Linked DNA regions of Mus musculus: region 2 is linked to region 1. The links are chromatin contacts, called in public Hi-C maps. All regions are on one chromosome and are shown on one strand. Each heading gives the region's core, a stretch centred on a gene start, on an enhancer-like site or on the middle of the called end of the contact. The rest is flanking DNA. Distances are from core to core; before and after follow the strand shown. Region 1 overlaps Gm30320 (a long non-coding RNA gene). Region 2 has its middle 44 kb from the start of Gm30733.

The links. A called contact is a pair of places that touch in the nucleus more often than the background predicts.
Region 2: a contact with region 1 is called in a Hi-C map of trophoblast stem cells, with 1.7 times the contacts expected there. The contact joins two enhancer-like sites. A contact is called at or near these places in 8 of 39 promoter capture datasets (the 3T3-L1 cell line, embryonic stem cells, frontonasal cranial neural crest and 5 more), 1 of 15 datasets of contacts at CTCF or cohesin (embryonic stem cells), 31 of 484 Hi-C or Micro-C datasets (bone marrow-derived dendritic cells, bone marrow-derived macrophages, embryonic stem cells and 5 more) and 5 of 115 datasets of contacts at active chromatin or transcription factors (acute myeloid leukemia, embryonic basal ganglia, embryonic stem cells and 1 more).

What each region holds. Positions count from the first base shown.
Region 1 is chr2:166,165,850-166,172,223 of GRCm38.p6, forward strand. All of the region lies in intron 1 of Gm30320 (a long non-coding RNA gene), which reads left to right. Among named protein-coding and RNA genes, the nearest start is that of Gm30320, 6.6 kb to the left of the region's middle. Within about 2 kb of position 4,517, at least 45 of the 459 cell types and tissues checked have an H3K27ac peak or open chromatin away from gene starts, as enhancers often do. A contact at or near this core is called in trophoblast stem cells, where this site is marked.
Region 2 is chr2:166,327,316-166,333,751 of GRCm38.p6, forward strand. No RefSeq gene overlaps it. Among named protein-coding and RNA genes, the nearest start is that of Gm30733, 44 kb to the left of the region's middle. Within about 2 kb of position 2,311, at least 24 of the 459 cell types and tissues checked have an H3K27ac peak or open chromatin away from gene starts, as enhancers often do. A contact at or near this core is called in trophoblast stem cells, where this site is marked.

The sequences.
Region 1 (6,374 bases), core at 3,267-5,766:
GGCCGAGACAGGGCTTCCAATTATTCTTTTTGTTTGTTTTTTGGGTTTTTTTTTTTTTGTTTTGTTTTTTTGTTTTGTTTTGTTTTTCGAGACAGGGTTTCTCTGTATAGCCCTGGCTGTCCTGGAACTCACTTTGTAGACCAGGCTGGCCTCGAACTCACAAATCTGCCTGCCTCTGCCTCCAGAGTGCTGGGATTAAAGGTGTGTGCCACCACGCCCGGCAATTGTTTTCCAATTATTCTTGGCATGGTCTTTAATGGCTGCTTCTTTCCCACCTTGCAAACTCCCAGCTGGGTGAGACAGTCTCTTGGGTCAGATTGTAGGACTGGACCTCTGGGTTTCTCCAAATCTCTGTATCCATCCAGAATGACTGTAGGTGGATAACTTAGATAATGGATAGGGGCTCCCCTTCACCCACACCTGTGGAGTGTGGCACTCTCATAGTGGCACTGGGAGGGAGATGGTAACTCCCCTGGGGCCTGACAGAACACAGCGAGGTAAGATGGGCTCAGCTCCATCCCCCATCCCACGGTGGATGGGCTCAGCTCCATCCCCCATCCCACGGTGCTGGCAGAACCTCACAACTCCAAGTTCATGCTGGCCCAGAACCCGGCAATGCGATCTCACTTGGAAATCATCTTTGATGTAAACAATTAAGGTGAGCTCAGCGTTCGCTAGCGTGAGACCTGCTCCCATTGCCAGTGGGGGAAGACGTGGGGAGCTAGAGAGACCCAGGCAAAAGCCCTGTGAAGCCAAGGACAGATAGCAGAGGCATGCAGCCACAAGCCAGGGAGCCCAGGACTCCTGCAGACCTCGGGAGTTGGAAGAGGCAGGAAGGCTCCTTCCTGAAACCCCAGAGGGAGCTGCTGCTGACTGAAGCTTCTCCTAAAACTCTGGTGCATAGAGAAGCCAGGGAGACAAGCCGGCAGCTTGTGGTTATCAGTATTGGGATCCTAGGAAAGAGACAAGCACACAGTGGGGCTACACCTCTTCCATTTAGGAACTAGACAGTTCCACTAGGGCCTCGACTAGTCCCATCCAGTAAATGGTCTAGAATGTGAGAAGAGCCCCTTCCACTGTCAGGTTTGTAAACACCTCCTCCTGCTTAAGACCCGAGGGAGAATCTTTAGCCAGAACTCAGAAGCATAGACTTGGTTTACGGGTTAGTGTTGGCTCTAGGCATGGTAAAATTTATTTTTATTTTATTTTTTCAAGACAGGGTTTCTCTGTGTAGCCCAGGTCCACTCCTGGCTGTGGATGATTTGAAGGGAGTCGGGGGAGGGGAGGCACGGGACATAATTCACTCCTTCTTCTGCAAGGGAACTTGAGGGAGCACTCCCGGTACATGTAGCTTTTCTGCCCTGGAGGTTGACTGCGGTTAGTGTTGGGGCATCAGAGGAGCCTCAGTGAGAAGTCTGTGCACGTGTCTAGAACCAACACACAGGGGTCCCTGGCTAGAGCAGAACTCAAGCTGGGGATATTCAGCGAGGTTGATCAGAACCCAGTGGCCTGTTCCTCTGGCCCTGGGAAACCCCTAAACTCTGGATTCTGTGGACGGAGACTACAGCTCCTGAGATCCACTCAGCACCTAGGGCTGACCTACCAGGATCCCCTACTTTTCTCTGTGTCCTCCTTGGAGCAGGACCTTGTCTTAGCCCTTGGCTCTGGCCTCTGAGGTACCTTGTCTTCAGGCCCACCCTGTCCCGTAAGTACCAGTGATGACTCATCATTTGGGCTTACTTTTGCTTGGCAGTGGCTTTGTCTGGCACTGGTGCCCACAAGGGCTGGGCAGCCAACCAAGACAGCATCAGAGGCTCCTGGGACAAGCCAGACTCAGCCCACCCAGTCCTTATCCCCTTAGAGAAGGCAGCAAGGGGATGAGAGTGGTCCTGATAACTCACTGCAGATGTTGAGCAAATAGTAAGCTGGCCACAGCTGGTTAAAGCAGGACGGGGCTTTGTTCAGAGACACTGAGCCATCAGGGTCAGGCTTAGCCATGTGTGGACCCCTGACCATCTACCAAGGCCACCATGACACTCTACTGCCCTGGAGGAACCCAAGCCCACACTCAGGCATAGCCATTACCTCTCAAGGCTCCACATCCCATCCTCTATGGAAGGACCCAGAGCAGGGGACCACAGCCATCCACAGAGGAGTCTGGGAATCCACATGGTAATTCCAAAGAGGCGACTTTGGTACCCATTTTATAGCTGGAGAAATGGAGAGCCAAGGCCACACAGCTGAAAGGCATCCTATCCTGAGGTGGATCCTCCTCTGTTACCTCTAGAATCCACCAGTCTGGTAATTTGCCATTTTGAAATTGGTCTGGGCAGGTAGGGACCATCCTGGAGACAAGAGTAAAGTGTCGTGAGGGTATTGGGTGGCTATGAAGGGAAAAAAAAAAACCAGCTGCTTTCAAACACCGCACCACTGCAAAAGGCCTGGTCCGAGCACTCCCTGCAGCCCCATTCCTAGGCCTGTTCATGTTTAGGGAACCTTGGAGCAGAAAGAGCAAGTGACTTTGCTGGAGGTTCTAGAAGATACTTCAGCCTTTCAAAGGCGGTACATGCGACATAGAAAATGGCGCAAACTTCCCTCTGCAACCTTTGCCTCCTGGAGGCCCCGGTGCTGGGCTGGGCTTCAATCGAAGTGAACACTATGTGGCTGAGGCAGCTGAGTGAGTCGTCAGTGTTCAGGTTCAACCTCACAGAAGGACGCAGTGGCAGTCAGGTACTGTCATAGCCTATGCAATGTAGCTGCAGAACGTTCTCACTGAGGTGGGAAGCAGTTTTGCCTGCCCAGTGAAGTTCATGTGCGCATACCTGGTTGGAGGACCCACCCCAGGGTCCACCTTTCAGCTGTGTGACCTTGGTTCTTTATTTCTGTATCTATAAAGTGGCTGCCAAACTCGCCTCTTCCTTTGTTACCTCCAGAATCGTCCAGCGGATCAAATAGGCCTGTATGTAGCATACCACAGAAGGGCCAGCTATGCTGGCAGGAGCTGCCTTGCCTTCCCTTCATCCATCGGATTCCATGTCAGTAACTTTCTAAAGGTCCCCCGTGGCAAAGGAAGACAGAATGAGTGATTTGCTGGCAGCTGCTTTCCTGCAGGTTCCTATGGCTGCAGAAGCCTGGCTCTGGCCTTCCCGGTTGGAGCCCACTCTTTAGGCAGTTAGTGAACTGAGAGCCTTCTCGAGCCTTCAACAGAGCCCACCCGTGGCGAGCCATTAGCAGGCACTGTGAAGATCAGTGGCCACAGGCTCCCTGCCTCAACCAGCAGCAAAGACCTCTAAGCAAGCATTGTTCTGGGGTGACCCACAGACCACGCTGATCCCACAGTGTCACTTCAGAGCAGGAAATCAGGAAGGGAGGGGCCTTCTAGTGCCCAGAGGCTGCCTGCCTGCCTGTGGAGCTTTAGGAAGGGGCTTTGATCATGTGGCCAGGGCTGGCAGCAGCTTTGATGAGACATTTATTCACTCTTATGAGTGGGTGAGGAGTTCCACGGAAAAGCTTCGGACTCTGGGGCCAGAAAGGGTGACGTTTCCCAACTCCTGCTCCCAGGCCCCGAGTTTTGTAGGTAACAAGTTTCTGAGAGCTTGCTGGAAGAAACTTGAATTTGTGCAGGTGGTCCAAGGCTAGCTCAGGGTGGGTGGCTACTGGTTGTTTGCATTTCTCAGTTTGGCCCCTGGACCTGAGGCTTCAGGATCCCCGTGCAACTAATGAGCAAGGTAATCTTGAGTTCCACAACAGGCCACTGCTGAGCCATCTCTGTCTCCTCCACCTTCCAATCCTCCAGGCCCCCAACCTGGTGGTATTTGACAAGCAGGAAAAGGATGGATGAGACTCTGTGGCTGTTGGGATGGCTCACACAGATATTAACACTGGGGAGACGGGGAGCAAGGAGGTTCCAGGGCATGTGTTAGAGAGGGCTTCTGGGATGGATTCTGTGTCTGCCATCCATCAGGTGTTGTGGCTTCTGAAGTCACCTTTCCCCTCTGTTACAAGATGACTGCCAACAGCAACGGAAGTCATCAAGTTTTCTCTTCAGGGCCATTAGCCTCCTTAGCCATGTATCCTTTCCATGCCTGGACCACTCACAAGAGTCAGGGGATTGCTAGATGTCCCTGGCATAGTCATCAAGAATCCTTGGGGCTGGGAACCTTGATGGTGTCCTCTAAACCACTACGGGGCTCTGCACAGGATGTGGGAACCAGAGCCTGGTTAGGCTTCTGTTGTGCCAGAAGGCACACGGTGTAACAGTAGGCAGTCTCCTGGGCAGGGCTATGGGGTACCAGTATATCCTTAGATAAACAGTTGGCACTGAGAGGAACTGTGCCTGCCATTCTTTGCCCTGAGAGTTTTGGTGAATAGTGAGTGTCCAGGGAAACCTGCTCCTCTGAGCAAGGGCCCTGAGCATCAGACTAGCCACCCTGGGAACGCAGTCACCCAGAGCCATGGCTTGCAGCAGCGAGCACGCCTCTGAGCTCAGCAGGGTGTGGCTGGCTCATTGAGTCAGTTTTCTGCCAAACCTGTCTGTTCCAGTTGTGCTCAGAACGGCAAACACCTCACAAAGGAGCAAGCCTGGGGGTGACTACAGCCTGATGACAGAGGAGAGGCGGTGCTCACGACAAGCCAGATCGTTGAGAAAGATTTGACAGAGCAGAAACATCTGGAACAACACAGCCCAATACTGTCACCACAGGGCACAGGCAGGGATGGTACATCAAATGCAGCTACTGGGTTGAGGCCCGCTTTCCGATTTGTTTAATTTTCATTAAATGATCAAAGGGGGGATGGGGAGATTCGGTTCAGCCACTGGAGAACTTTTGAACTGAGTCCGACTGGTTTTGTGCAGGTCTGCCTTTCCAACTGGCAGTTTCTGCGGTCTCAATGCCTAGCTCGTGAACTGGAGCCCAGAGCAGCGTTAGAGCATTTGCCTAGCATGTGCTAGACCCTGGGTTCCACCATCAGCACCAGCAACCAAATCAGGAAAAGGCCAGACTACATCTGATGGGTGTAGAGGCAAACTATGGCTACAAGCATCTCATAAAGTACTGGAGACGTTATTATTATTATTATTGGTGTTTTTTTTTTTTTTTTTGAGACAGGGTTTCTCTGTATAGCCCTGGCTGTCCTGGAACTCACTCTGTAGACCAGGCTGGCCTCATACTCAGAAATCCATCTGCCTCTGCCTCCCAAGTGCTAGGATTAAAGGTGGGCGCCACCACTGCCTGGCTTTATTTATTTATTTATTTATTTATTTATTTATTTATTTTTAAAGCAAGACACCCTAACTTTTTTTATTTACTAAATGCAGAAGTGATATTTTAGAGGTGTCTTGGGTCAAAAAGTGAAATACCCATGTTGTATTCATTGGCAGACTGATTTTTTTTTCCTGGACAGGGAATTACTATGCAGTCATGGCTGGCCTGGCCTAGCTATGTAGACTGCCTTGGACTAGAACTCACCAGAGCTCCACCTGCCTCTGTCTCCTTGTGCCGGGATTGAAGGTGTACTCCATTAGCCTGGTTCCTGCTGAGGTGCATGTCTTTGCATCACATCAGCTGCCATTGCTTTCCCACTGCATGCTGTTGTTTCCACACAGGGATGTTGCCTGGATGTAGACCCTGGCATCGCGTGAACACCTGGTGCCCATGGAGGCTGGCAGAGGGTGTCAGACCACTTAGACCTGGTTGTGAGCGGCCATATGACTTTTGGATTTTGCATCTGGGTCTTCTGGAAGAGCAGCCAGAGGTCTGCCCGCTGTGGTGGGTGCTTCAGATGAAATTCCAAACTCTTTGGACCAGTCTGGTGCAATGTCCCTGCGTCCATTGGCTGAGGAAGCAGTGCTTTTCCGGGACAGAGGTGTCCTGTCTTGTTGTCTGGGATGTTACTGTGTTCCTCTTCCAACCTCCAAGAGCAGAGGCCAGTCAGTGAGCAGCAGAGCCCAGTAGTCAGAGAGCAGCAGAGTCCAGTCAGTGAACAGCAGTCTAATACTGGTGGTCAGGGCCCTCTCGCACCCTGGATATCAGCTCTGCCGATCTGCAGTTGTTGCTCCAGTAAACTGGTCCTATTCAGTCCAATCCAGCTCGCCTGGGAGCTGGAGTTCCCACCAGGGCATCTGTCCTCAGTGAGTCTGTGCGTCTGAAGCCTCGGGACAGCAGTCCCAGATCACAGCAAGTATCAGGGGCCCTGATGAATTGTGCCCACTAACAGGCAGTGTGCAATCACCCTGGAGGCTAAGGAAGAGAGAATCTGCAGGCCCTGGAGATGTGGCTTTGTGCTTGGTAGCTTTGCTTCTAATCGATCTCAAGAGACAAGCTGTCAAATGCCAATTATCCCTAAAGGGAGGGGAGAGCGCTGTGGGAGAAAGG
Region 2 (6,436 bases), core at 1,061-3,560, 160 kb after region 1:
GTCAGATTGGACCTGCAAGAGCATCCAACCTCATGCCTTCCAGGTCTTTCCGTGTGAGCCAGTCATTGTTGGTCTTCGCAGGTGATGCTGTTTAAGCCACTCTAACAAAACAGATCCCTTCCTCTAGGGAACCTAACTAACACACAATGTGATTCACCCACTCCATCCCATTCCAAAGAACTGATTTCCACAATGGAAGGCAACGTGTGCACACGCATGCGCCGGTGTCCTCAGCGTTAAATATCATGCAAGTGCCCCTTGCTCAGTGAGCAAACAAAGAAAATGTGACCTACCCACATGGTAAAGTAGTATTCCGTTCCCAAAAGGGAGAGAAGTCAAATGGGTGAAGGGTTATGGTACAGCGAAACCAGCCAGTCTCATGAAGGCAAACTCTGTACGACTCCTCTCCCATGATGTACCTACATGGGTATTTTCATAGGGACGGGAAGTTGAGGGTGGATGTCCCGGGCTTGGTAAGGTGGAGAGCAAATGCAGATATTTGGTTAGAGTTCCAGTTTTGTTACATGAAGGATTCTGTGGGCGGCTGGTAGAGATGGCCACACAGCACCACGTATGACTTGAAGGTAGATTTTATATGTGTGCTTCATATTTGTGTATATGAACACATTTCAGGTTCTGACAGTCTCTGCCTCCCCCGTGCTGGGATTACAAGCACTCGCCACCACACTGTATGAGTGCCAGGGAGCAAACTCAGGTCTCATGCTTGCCAGGCAAGCACTCCACCAACAGAGCTATCTTGTCTGCCCCCAGGTGCAATGGTGAAATAAATGGTACTAGCTGAGGGAAGAGAACAGCGACCGGGAGCTGCTGGTCCCTGCTGCAGTCTTGGTCCCAGGCACTGGCAGCTGTGGAGTCTTCTTAGGGCTGGTCAGTAGAGTCTCAGCCTCAGGGGACACAGAAGAGGAAAAGACAGGAAGACACAGAGACTGCATAGAACCCACCAGGTCTGAGGGAAAGGAAGATGGCTAGGATAAGCATGAGGGGTTGGCGAAGGGTAAGGCAAAGAGACATGGGCAGGTTGGTTTGGGGTTGATAGAAAATGGTAGCGTGATGGGACCCGGCTGTGACCTGCCTAAGGGTGGAAGTGGTCCTGGCCCTTGCTTCTTGACGACCATACCGCATGTCCAGGAAGAAGTGGCAGAAGCAGACAGAGATCTTTTCATCCCAAGAAACAGACTCTGATGCAAAGGGGGCCCCGGGTGGGCACCCCCTTCCTCACTCCACCCTCTGCTTTTCCTTTGACTCTATGTAAGCAGGCTTTTCTCCCGTGAGGCCCGAGCTACTGACCAGAAGCCCTGAGGCATCTCTACAGCTTCGCAAGGCAGGAAGGACATCCCACTTCCTGAAATCCCTTTTCTCGGAACACGGGCCAAGATCTCAGTGCCAACTCTCATTGGCCTGCTGTGGTTATGTGACCAACGGAATGACATCTTCTGGTTGGCCGAGCCTAGATCACATGTCTACTTGTAGACTATCTATCCTGGTGTGTGTGTGTGTGTGTGTGTGTGTGTGTGTGTGTGTGTGTGTGATTCTCCAGAGGAAAAGTCAACTGTTGTTACCCCAAATGGGGACTGTGTGGAGGGCAGGTGGAAACAGGAAGCCCTATCTATGTTCCTTCCTCTCAGAACACCCTGGACCAAGGATCCCCAGGTGCTGAGGCCAGAGATAGAAGGATAGTAGGAAACACATTCTTTGAGTTTCTAGAATGTAGGCAGGATGGTGGAAAGGACTCTCTGCAGACTGGTCATTGCCTAAACAAACTATTCCTAGGCAACAAGTACTGACTTACCCTGACCAGCAGTTGGCCATGGCCCTGGGGAGACTGGAAGATGGCGCCATGCTGTCAATAGCCAACATGCTGGCACTTGGCAGAGTGGACATCCCTGGCAAACAGGGCTGGTACCAAGTGCTGTGACCCAGCAAGGAGGAGTGCGGCATGCTTGACTGACACGTGTCCATCTGGCTGGGATAGAGTTGGCCCTCCAGTCTGTCACTGGGAAGGCAATACAGGCCAGGTGGCTAGAGAGGGACAGGGAAGATCAACAGCCAGGAGTGGGTGTCACTTGTACTGTGACACCCCTCACACCCAGCAGGGAATAGGGGAGGCAGCAGAAGAGAGCAGACATTGTCATGCATGGGCAGTTCAAACCCTCTCCACACACCTCAAAGCAGGAACCAGACACCCAGAGCCCTCTCTGGGCCACCATTCCCTTCTTTGGTCACAAAGACTGGGACTTTGTAAAGCACTGGGACACTCCTCTAGGCCCTTCCCCATCTCTCAGGGTCAGGCCTGTGACAAGATGAGTCAGTTTAGAAAAGCAAAGATATTTTCTGAGAATGTCAAGGCCTCCACAGGAAGGCAGTGGGCGCCCTGCTGGGGCCAGCTGCTTTTCATGGGAGAGGTCACAGGTGACGGTGGAGCTTCACAGAGAGGCCTGCCAGGTTGGGAGCAGCAGCTGGGAGATCCCCTAGGCCAGCGAGCGAGCGAGCGTGGCATAACTGAATTCAAACAAGCCTGGATGCTAGAGGGAGCTTAGGCCTGCCGAAGTGCTGGTGTCCTGACTCACATAGCCTGCTCCCAGAGGCGGGTCATCATTAACTCTACTATACAAAGCTGGAAACCCAGACACAGAGGCGTTGAATAACCTTGCCCGGGTCTTAGGGCCATAGATAGCCACCATGAAGTCCCGGAGTATTAGGAGAGACATCAGGACAGGGGTCCTGAAGGGAGAGAGTCCTCAAGTCCCAAAGAACAATGTGAGGCTTCTTTCTCTTCAAGGTCACTCCAGAGAGAAGGTATGTAAATTCTGCCTCATGTGACCTTGTCCACGTAAGGAGAGTCACAGGGCAGGAAGGTGTTAGAGTTCAAGAAGGCTCTAAGAATGTGTCAGGACGCTGGGCTTTCTTGGGACTGCAAGGTGGAGGGAGAAGATTTGGGTCTTGTGACAGTTGCAAGATGCTAGCAGCCAGAGCGGCTGGTGCTCTTCCCACACCCCCTTCTCCTACCCTGAATACTGCTGGGGGGGGGGGGTTGGTTCCAGGAAGCTGGCTCATCAGAACTGTCCCCACTGTCCCCAGTGTCCCCACTACCCCCTTGAGAAATGCAATGATGTACACTGCGTCCCCTGCAGAAGGCTTCCCATCTGTTCTCTACATAAGCACAGTGATGCATATAAATGCTCTCATGCTGCTGGCCCTGGGAGAGGGCTGTGCTCCTCAGCGGAAGACAACACCTATAAATCAGCCATCTGCCCGGGGCATGGGGACCATCGATTTCCTGTCCTGGGGGTGGAGAATGGGTTTTGTTGTGCCGTATGCCCTGTGGCGAATCTGTGATCTGGGGAGGGTGATTTGCAGTCATCACTTCTGACCTGGGTGTGACTTCTGGTGACAGAAGTCCCTGACTAAGGCTGAGTTGATTCCACCCTTTATCGCCGAGGAGGCAGAGTCTTCGTGCCTAGGAGCGTGGGGAGACAGGATATTTCCCACTGCAGTGAGGCCACTGCCCATGGTAGTCAATCTCTCCCCAAACAGAAGACCTTGCCATGAATAAGTGTGGTTTCCCTTCCTAAACAAATACCTGCCTCGGAATGAGCACAGAGGACGGATGAATGAACGCCAGAGACGGCACGTGAAGTAAGTCTGCGGCACGGAGAAACGAATGCATTTAAGAGAGGAGAGAGAAGGCTCTTTAATTTTGGTTTCATGTTCAGCAAACTTTTCCTTTGTGCTTTCCATATTTATGTTTACAAACACCCACAATATTGTGTAAATATTCATTTACTCTCTTCTGGGACTTTGATGATTTCTACATTTAATTTACCAGTACATCTGGAGTTTATTCTGATATACATAATGAGAAATGGACTGGATTGTGTAGAGCATGGTGCGTCTCCATGATGTTCTGGAGCCCATCCCCCTCCCCCTAATCTACATCCTCTAATTATTATGATATCATCAACCTACCTCTGTGTGGATACGAACTTTTGTTAAGTTTTCTTGCTTGGCTCCAAGTCAGCTCTGTACTTTCGTTATTACAATCCTATGTATGAGAACACCTGACTACATGTATCACTCATTCTCTTTTGCAAAAAAAAAAGTACTTTATGACTTATATTTTTAAGTTCACTTTAGACCATTTTCCTCATGACATCATCCTGTAATATCATGTGAGGATTGGTGATGAAGAAAACAGACATCTGGTCAACCAGTCCTGTCTTCACTAGGAATGTACAGCGCACTCTTTTCTTTCCTTCTTCTGTTTTCTAGCTTTGTTCACCTGGGTCTCAGTGACTTGCTGTGATCATACCCAAGTGCTCCATTAGCTACGGAATTTAGATTTATCCTCTTTGGGGTTGGGCCATTGTGTTAAGTTACTGTCCTCATTTCTGTGTCAAAATCCCCAACAAAAGCAGCTTATGGAAGGAAGAGTTTATCTAGGCTCACAGTTGAAGATGTTTGGTCCATCATCATGGGGAATATGTGACACTGAAAGTGGTTCCAGAGGTGGCCGCAGGAGCACGAGGCAGCTGGTCACATTGCACCCAGTCAGGAAGCAGAGAGAGACAAATGCTTCTGTCAGATTGATATTTCTTCATGAACTTTGTGACTCATTGTGCCCCCAGTTTTGGATTTTTTTTTTCTTTTGAGACAGAGTTTTCCTGTGTAACACTGGCTGACCTGGAACTCAAGAGATTCAAGAGATCTGTCTGCCTCTGCCTCCTGAGTTCTGGGATTAAAAGCATGTGCCACCATCACCCACCTCAGCTTTGAGTTCTTACTCGCCACGCCCACCATTTGACTGAGGGGACGTGAGCCAATACCTGGGTTGGTCTTATCAACACAACCATGAGCTCCTTGCTCACTCTGGCCCTCTAGGAATCCTCTTGACCCTGACCCTGACAGTGGGATGGTACTTGCTCACATTTGGAGTAGATCTTCCCTTCTCAGTAAAACACATAGAGGCATGATAGAAGTGCGTCTCCTTGGTTATTTTAAGTGCAGTCAAGTCACCCATGAAAATTAACCATTACAATCAGAGTCCATTCATTTACAGACTGGCACTTTGTCCATCCATCTCTTTCTGTCCCAACATCAACACTGAGTTTGGTCAGTAGGTTCCTCCTACATTCTTTCCCTCTCCAGAAACATCTAGGATTGCTTCACGTTTCTTTGTGTGGGTGTTATAATTGGCTGGTATAGCCCCCTTAATGGGTGTAGATTGGAGTAGTGAGAGTTCTAGTGGATTCTCTTGGGTTTCAAAGGACAGCAGGTGCTCTCACATTCCCATTCCTCCCCCCCCTGGCTGCCAGAGTGTCCGTCTGTCTGTCCATCATATGCCAGCTCTCAACACTTGGCTGGCACCATCCCAAAACACCTCTTGGCTCCTCTGTTTTTGACCACCACATTACATGCTGTATCTTGGCTTCATGCTGCGATTTTAAAGTCTTCTGCTGCCACACACACACACACACACACACACACACACACACACACCGCCCCAAGCTGCCCATACTGCAGCCACCCTGACTTCCTCTGATGACAGAGAAGGCTGAGCTGCATTCTTCATGGGCCGAGCTCTTCTTGTGTGCCTGTGGAGTTTGAATCCAGATGTGTTCTGGGCAGCTGTTCAAAGAGCAGTAAAAAGAAATCTGGAATGTAGCCAAGGGATCAGCCAGTCGTCGGAGAAGCAGGCCCTGCGTGGTACCATGTGTTCTGGCCTCTGTCTGTGTAAGTTCATTTGTCAAATGAAAGTTCTAGACGCTGAAAGGCTGTGTCTCTTGTCCGAGGTGACATGGAAGAAAAATGAAAAGAGGCAGGGTTCCAGCCAAGGGAGCGTGTCTTGATTTTGTATTCCTGAGCACCACACCCATCACTCACGGAGATGAGTGTTCGCACTGGTCTCTTTTGCATGATCTGTGAGGCTCCCTCCTCACCCTGACCTCATTGAAAGCGAGTCCTCCTTACTCTGACTTTAGCTGCAGAAATTCTCGATCCAACCCAACAAACTTCTTCAATATATCTGTCCCTGTGTTGTTTTCTGACTCCATGAATGTTCTGCTTGGCCTGGAAACAGACTTCCTCCATGTTCCACGTCCCTACCTCAGAGACATCAACTGGAGAGAGACAGTCTTGCCAGGGTGGACATCTACTCTACCCCATAGAGCACCCGTCCTTTTATATCCAAGGCATTACTCACAGATGGTAGTGACTTGGGTGTGCCCTGGGATGAAGAGCAGAAAGCTCTTGCTGAAGGCACAGGGATCCATTTCCCAGGCTGGGTAGGCACGGGCTGACACTTCCCATTCCTCTGGCCCTGGATGCTGCAGGTTTTCTAGCTCAGACATCTCACTGAATTGATTCCCAATGGTTCCAGTTCCACGTTGTGGAGAACTAAATGTGGTCAAGGGTTTGG